Linked DNA regions of Sus scrofa: region 2 is linked to region 1. The links are chromatin contacts, called in public promoter capture Hi-C maps. All regions are on one chromosome and are shown on one strand. The core of a region is the stretch at or near the end of the contact, and the rest is flanking DNA. Distances in the headings are between cores, read along the strand shown. Region 1 holds the start of AKNA (AT-hook-containing transcription factor). Region 2 has its middle 69 kb from the start of TNFSF8.

Region 1 (3,409 bases), core at 388-2,887:
CTTTCTTCCCCACCTCATGAGGATAAATGGAAATGCTCTTGGTGTGCACTAGTTTCCAAAATACCCTCTCAGCATGACAGCCGTGGTGCCGGGACCACTCCCAGTCTCTCTGGAAACCCTGGCGTTTCTGGTGGACTCCACAGGCTGATGGGAGCTGATGAAACCCCCTTGCAAGAAACAACCCAATCACATGTTTCAAATGCAAACCACCGGACTTTGGGAAGCAAAGGTCTCACGTGGGCACTTTCTCCTTCTTTCTGAAGAACTGAGACTGCCTTTGGGAATAAACCAAATAGTCCCCCAAAGACCATGGTGTCCATCCCCTTTTGGTAAGTAAGCCAGACTTAGGCCCCCTCAAATGGATAGGCAGAAATTCTCTTTCTTGACAGAACAAAACCAACATGCAAAAAATAAAATCTATCAACTCCAAAGAAGGTGCCTGGAAATGTCTCTTTGGAAGTCCCTATATGTATCTAACCTCAGTCCTTCATGCTTCAGTTTTAATCTTTTCTTCTCCTTCCCATCTAGAGGACAGGAACAATGTCTCTTTTTACTGTGGCCTCTCTCAGCTTCTCTTCTCAGCTCCCAAATAGCCCGGATTCGTTATCAGTAACTTTGCTTTCCAACTTTCTTACCTAGAAGAAGCTTTAGAAACGCAGATAATGACCCACTCCAACCTGTTTTTTTGTTTGTTTGTTTCCCCCAAAAGAAGCCAGGGGAAGGAGCAGGGAAGAGTCTTGTCCAAGGTGGCGCAGCAAAAAGCCTCTGGTTCTGCGAGTGCCAGACCCTTCACACTGGGGAGAAGCCAGCTCTGTGCCCGCCCCGCCGTGCGCCCTTGGGCAAGTCTCAGCCTCGCTTTGAGCCTCAGTATCGCCATCTGTGTATCGAGAGAGGCTGGCCTTATTCCTGCAGTCCGGTTCAGTTCCTACCACTGCCGGAGCTGCCCACCCTCGCGCTGGCCCCTGCCCTACCTCCCTACCCCTGCCAAAAAGAGGAAAAGAAACTTGCGTTAGGCGTCCGGGGAGGACGTGTGGCTCCGAGTTGTCAGGCTGCGCAGGTTGTTGCCGGGTGAACGAATATCACACAAATCCCAGGGCAGAGAAGTCCCACCTCTCCCGTAACCACAGCTACCCGGGCCACACCTCCAACCCAAACACTGCCTGAGGCCCCGCCAAGGACCACCCCCGGATTCCCTGGGGACCCCTCCCCTCCCTGTGCCCAGCCACAGCTGGAAGAGAGAGAGGGAGAAAAAAGGTCTACGCCCCCATTGCGCGGAGGTGGAGACTGAGGCTTGAGGGTGGCCTCAAAGACGGCGGGGTTTGGAATCGGACCCTGATAGCTAGTCCAGGGTTCCCTCTCATTCCCGGAGCCGTGATCCGTCTCCTTCCTGTGCGCAGGGGTTTCCACGTGGGAGAGACCGAAAGCAGCTCGGTCCCTGTGGTTCCGAGCTCATCCACGCTGTCCACTCTCCTCCCCATTCCCCCGACGGAGAAACTGAGACCCAGCGAGGGGCCAGGACCCGCCCCAGACCCACCGCGAGCCCCTCCCCGAGTCTCACCTGCCGGCCGCCGCGGCGCGCGGGTGGTTTCCTGGAGTTGAGCGGCAAACAAAGGCCTCCAATCCGGGCGCGGGGCGGGGCGACGACATTTTGCATAATCCGGGAGGCCCGCCTGTGACGGCCTGGGCGCGGCCCTAGGAGGCGCGGTCTCTGGAAGTTCCACCAATCACAGAGAGGCGGCAGCCTACGGCCCTCCCCCAGGGGTTTGGAGGCGGCCCTGGGACTGAAAATCTCAAATCTGGGAGAGTGCGTGTCCTTCTGGAACCCGCCCGACTGCAGATGGGAGACTGAGGCCTGGAGTTAAGACGTTTGTGCAGGATCGCACAGAGCCACAATGAGAAAAAAAAACACAATTTTTTTTTGGTTTGCTTTTGCTTTTTAGGGCCGCACCCGCAGCATATGGAAGTTCCCAGGCTAGGGGTTGATTCGGAGCTACAGCTGCCTGCATGCGCCACAGCCACAGCAACGCAGTTTCTGAGCCCCGTATGTGACCTAACCCCTCAGCTCACAGCAACGCGGATCCTTAACCCATTGAGCGAGACCAGGGGTCGAACCCACATCCTCATGGTTCCTAGTCGGATTTGTTTCCGCTGCACCACGTCGGGAACTCCAAGAGGAGTTGGCACAGAAAAGATCACAGGAACTCCAAAACCACAAACTTTGATAGCTGAAATGACTGGTTCATAACAGTTATAATAAAGTTTTCTTGAGCACTTAACGACGTGTCAGATACTGTGGTATACTCTTGCTATGCTCAGTCCTCTCCTATGAGATAGGTAGGTATTACCATCACCTCCCCAAGCGCATTCTACTCCAAATCATCATTAGATAAGCAGGGAAACGCAGGCCTGGAAAGAGATGAGAACTAGCCCAAGGTCCTGCAGTGAGAATGGGACATAAATGATCCATTATTCACAGAAAGCTCACTGTGAAGGGTGGCAGTGTAAGGTGTCAAACTGGCCTAGGCTCTCGCCCTACTTCTGCTGCTGGCTGCTAGCATGTAAATGGAATTTTTAACTCACTTCACAGGGTTGCTGAGGGGAGTAAATAAATAAGCATAGCATTAGGTATATAAGAAATAAATGAATAACACTAATTTAAAGGGTTGCTCAGGAGTTCCCATCGTGGCTCAGCAGAAACAAACCCGACTAGTATCCATGGGGGCATAGGTTTGATCCCGGGCATCGCACAGTGGGTCAAGGATCCCGTGTTGTTGTGGCTGTGGTGTAGGTGGGCAGCTGTAGCTCCGATTTGACCCTCGGCCTGGGAACGTCTATGTGTGTGACCCCCAAAAAAGCACCCCCCCCCAAAAAAAGTTTCCTAGACCAGTCCTATTTCACAGAGGGAAGGGGGTATGATAGGCCCAGAGACAGGAAGTGAGTTGCCCAAGGTCTGGCATCCAGCTGTGTTGCAGGCCAGTTCTCTTTCCTCTTGGCAGAAAGCTCTTTGCCATTTCCCGGGTTGCCAGTGACTCCCACACACTTATTAAATGATAATCATAGTAGTAGCTTCTATTCACGGAGGCTTACTCTTTGCCAGGGCAAACATTTTAGATACTCCTTCCAATAACTCACAAGTTTGGTTAGTATATTCCCCCATTTAAAAATGAGACAATTACTATATCCCTTGTATGTGGAATCTAAAAAACATGACACACATAAACTTATTTGCGAAACAGAAATAGACTCACAGATACTGAAATAGACAGAAATAGAAATAGAAACAGAAATAGACTCACAGATACTTTGGGGCTACCAAAGGAAAAAGGGTTCGGAGGACGGATAAATTAGGAGTTTGGGGGATTAACAGATACATAGTCCTCCATATAAAACAGATGAACCACAAGGACCC
Region 2 (3,409 bases), core at 607-3,106, 520 kb after region 1:
ACCTGGAAAACCCCCTCTCTTTCTTTTTCTCTCTTTAGTGCTTAGGAACCTTTTAAAGTTAATGCTTGTAAATAAAAGGCTTGAGAGGTCAGCTGCTTTCACCCACGTCCCATCAATCCCAGAGGAAGGATGGCTCTCAGTGTGGTGGGGAGGCAGGGCCACTGGCCAAAGTTGGGACGATGCTTTCCAGGAGACCATGTGTGTGGAAAGTCCCTGGAAAAGTCCTTCTAACTGGGCATAGATCAGGCTCTATCTCTCAAGTGACTGATATTTGTGGTGGTTTTTTCCTTCTAAATCCTGCTGGATTTCTTCCTCCTTGGTTGTGAGACATTCTCAGCCCTTAGCCTGTCCCTCCCTAAGAGAGGCTGCCCTCTGGGGCTTTTGAGAGAGCAATTCCTCTCCTATTTCTTTAAATCCCACCATTAGGTTCTGACCTGTTGAGGCGATGATGTGGGTGAGCAGAAACCGAATCCAAATCTGTATGGACTGCATGGCCACTGAGGAAGGTCACTTCATCTCTGAGTTTGTTTCCACTTAAAATGCTGATCTGGGAACAGATTCAGCACTCAGTGAGTTGAGTAGAAAGATAAGGTGAGGCCAGTAGGGACCGATCACCTCTCCCCCAGGTCTGGTCACCTGTTCCATTTAACATGCACTGACAGAAACAACACAACAGGTGCTGCTGGGTGCTGGAGGTGCAGCAGAGAGGAAGCACCCACAAAGTCCCTGTTGTCATGGAGCTAGATTTCTAGAAAACATACAGGTAATTAAGTAAACCTGGAGTGTGTCCCATGGAAATATGTGCTACAGGGAAAAATAAAGAAGAGTCCTGGGGAAGGGGGGCGCGGTGTATGTGCGTTTGTTTTTGCGTGTCTGAGTGTGCAGGTGTGGGTTTATGTAGGAACTGAGCGAAAGACTCGTTGAGAAGGTGACCTTGGGAAAACATCTGAAGAACGTGAGCCATCAGGGAGTGTGGTGAGAGAGGGGTGGCACGTTGGTTCCACTGGGGAAGCCTTCAGGCACAGATCACTCAGGGCTTCGAAGACCCCTGCACCTTGGGCCTTAACTCTGAGCCAGAGTCCGGCTTTGGAAGGTTTTAACTGGCAGAATGAGAGGACATGACTCAGCATTTCGGGAGGATGGCTCTGGGACGCAAGCCCTGCTGACAGAGGGTCTTTGGCTTCATTTTCAGTGCTGTCCAAGCTGCTCCGGATAATCTGGAGGGATCACTCTCTGAACCATGCTTTAGAGGTGAAGAGAAAGTAAAACCAAACAACTAAGGGTGGCAGGAACCAGCCCCCATTTCTAGACTTGCTTTACCTTGTCTGCAGAGTGAAGCTGTGGGGAAGGAGGACAGAAGTCTTGTCACTGTGGGGCCAGGGACAAGCCAAGGGGACGAGCATAGGACAGTAGAAAACGTGAGCTTAGCCTTCACAACCAGCCATCGGGTATTAGTACATAAAAGTGAATTGGTGATGGGCAGCGATCCAGTGAAGCCATTACACCTGCTAGAGAAGCGGGGAGGTCCTCGCCCGGTGTCCTTGGAGAATCTGAGTGGGGATTGGACTTACAAGCCGGAAGCCCTCCCTCCCTGTCCCTACTGCCTGTCTCCCCACCTTCCCCACAGTGTACCTTTGCGAGAGGTCATAAACAAGAGGGTTTGTGGTTGTGGACCAGAGGTTTTGTGTAGCAAGGGGGAGGTAAGAACAGAAAAGGCGCCTGGCATATGCCCTGCTGCCCTGGGCTGGGCGTGAGCCCATCCTTGAAAGAGGAATTAGAGTGGCGGTGGAGAAGGTGTTTTCCCCCAAGTGTCTGTGAGCCTGGGAGCCCCATTGACCTCATGCAAGAATGTGCTCTCCTAAAGCTGGGGGAGGCTGCCATCTGCTGGTTCAAGGGAAAGACCAGTCTGGGAGTTTTCTCCTGGCCAAGCGCTGCCCATTTTCTTTTTAAAATCGTCGCAAATTCTCATTAGTATAGATCCTCTGATTCTCACTTTTAGGAATGCTCAGAAAAATTAAGTAACTAGACCCAGATCATTCAGGAATTGGAAAACTTGATTTTTAAGCTCAGTTCTGACTACAAACATGATTACTTGTGTTGAGAAAGTATTTTTTTTTAAAACCATGTGCTTAAACGTTTATTTTAATTCTTACAAAATGCTGTAGAAATGAACCCAAACTGAACATAAATGTACATGTACATACGTGCAAAATTTTAAACTTCTGAAAAAGAACCTGTGAAAGTAGATGGTTAAAATAAAGAACAAAACAAACTTAAGAAGGTTTAAAACCAGCATTATGACACTGACATTGAAATTGTTGTAAAGCTGTCCTTATGATCACATGTGCTCGCAAGCTAAGCTTTGTGAGAGAACCAGCAAACAGAGGTGTTGCATGTGTGCTGAGTGGAAGAGTGGCTTCAGGAGTAGACACGGGGTGAGTGTTCCTCAAGGCACCGAAGCCCAAGGAGGGGTCAGCAGCCCTGGTGTCAGTCCCAGCTCTGGCACTTCCAGGCCTGTGGACTTGGAGAAGTCATCTCACTGCCTCAAAGTCCAGCCGGTTAACCTGGAACTGCAAATACACGGGGCTCATGTGGGAGCTACTTATTTTGAGTATGTGTGTGTATGTGTTATTTCTGTAACATATTAAAATCTATTTTCCAGTCTTGGTGGGATTGGAGCGATTCTCAAGAGGACAGCTTTTCCCTGCTTCCCTTCCAAGCTCTAAATTCCTTTGCCGGGCTCTCTGGGGAGGGAGGAGGACAAGGGGGTAAGCCCTCTGCTGGCTGCAAATAACCCACACCAGCCCAAATCTGGCAAGATGCACCCTGTGGACCAGGTAGGCAGACGGGCAGATGCCTTTCTGTACAGCATTGAGCTTTCTAAAGGGCCGCCCTGGTTATGTCACTCCTGGCCTGAACACCTTCAGCGCTCTCACCTGTCTCAGAGGGTGCAAAGCCTTTCAGGCAAGGCTGTACCATTGTCACCCTTGGTGACCAGCTGCAGCCTTCCCCGGCATTGTCACAGCCCTTATGTTGGCCACAGTAACCTTGAGGGAGCCCTGATTCTCCAGCCCGTTCTGCCCAAATTCTGACAGGTTGTACCGTGTGTACCTGGGCCCCTGCAGCCATCCGCGATCCTGAGCTCCTGGGGCCTTTTCCCCAGCTCCCCACAGCCCTGATTAGGCTGGCTTAACTGAAATGACGAGGAAAAGCCCCCCATAGGAATTGAGGACAGCTCAGAACTAGGAGTGTGGACAGGGAGAGGCTCTCTGAGACCCCATGTGCTATGGATTTTACTTTTTAAACACTGCTGAGAACCGGAGGCTCCATCACCTTTGACCTGGACTGCCGCAGTGACCTCCTCACAGCTCTCTCCCACGTGAACCTCGGCCCAAATACGGACTACAGC

The links. Promoter capture Hi-C pulls out the DNA fragments that hold promoters and counts their contacts.
Region 2: a contact with region 1 is called in a promoter capture Hi-C map of fetal liver, with 2.3 times the contacts expected there. The contact joins the enhancer-like site here to the promoter of AKNA in region 1. A contact is called at or near these places in 2 of 5 promoter capture datasets (fetal liver and liver), 20 of 47 Hi-C or Micro-C datasets (adipose tissue, alveolar macrophages, brain and 12 more) and 1 of 2 datasets of contacts at active chromatin or transcription factors (alveolar macrophages).

The regions. Positions count from the first base shown.
Region 1 is chr1:255,002,816-255,006,224 of Sscrofa11.1, forward strand. It overlaps AKNA (AT-hook-containing transcription factor), which reads right to left and starts at 1,638. Exons shown (of 22, transcript XM_003480581.4): 1 at 1,559-1,638.
Region 2 is chr1:255,526,450-255,529,858 of Sscrofa11.1, forward strand. No RefSeq gene overlaps it. Among named protein-coding and RNA genes, the nearest start is that of TNFSF8, 69 kb to the left of the region's middle. Within about 2 kb of position 1,857, at least 13 of the 83 cell types and tissues checked have an H3K27ac peak or open chromatin away from gene starts, as enhancers often do. A contact at or near this core is called in adipose tissue, alveolar macrophages, fetal liver and 1 more, where this site is marked.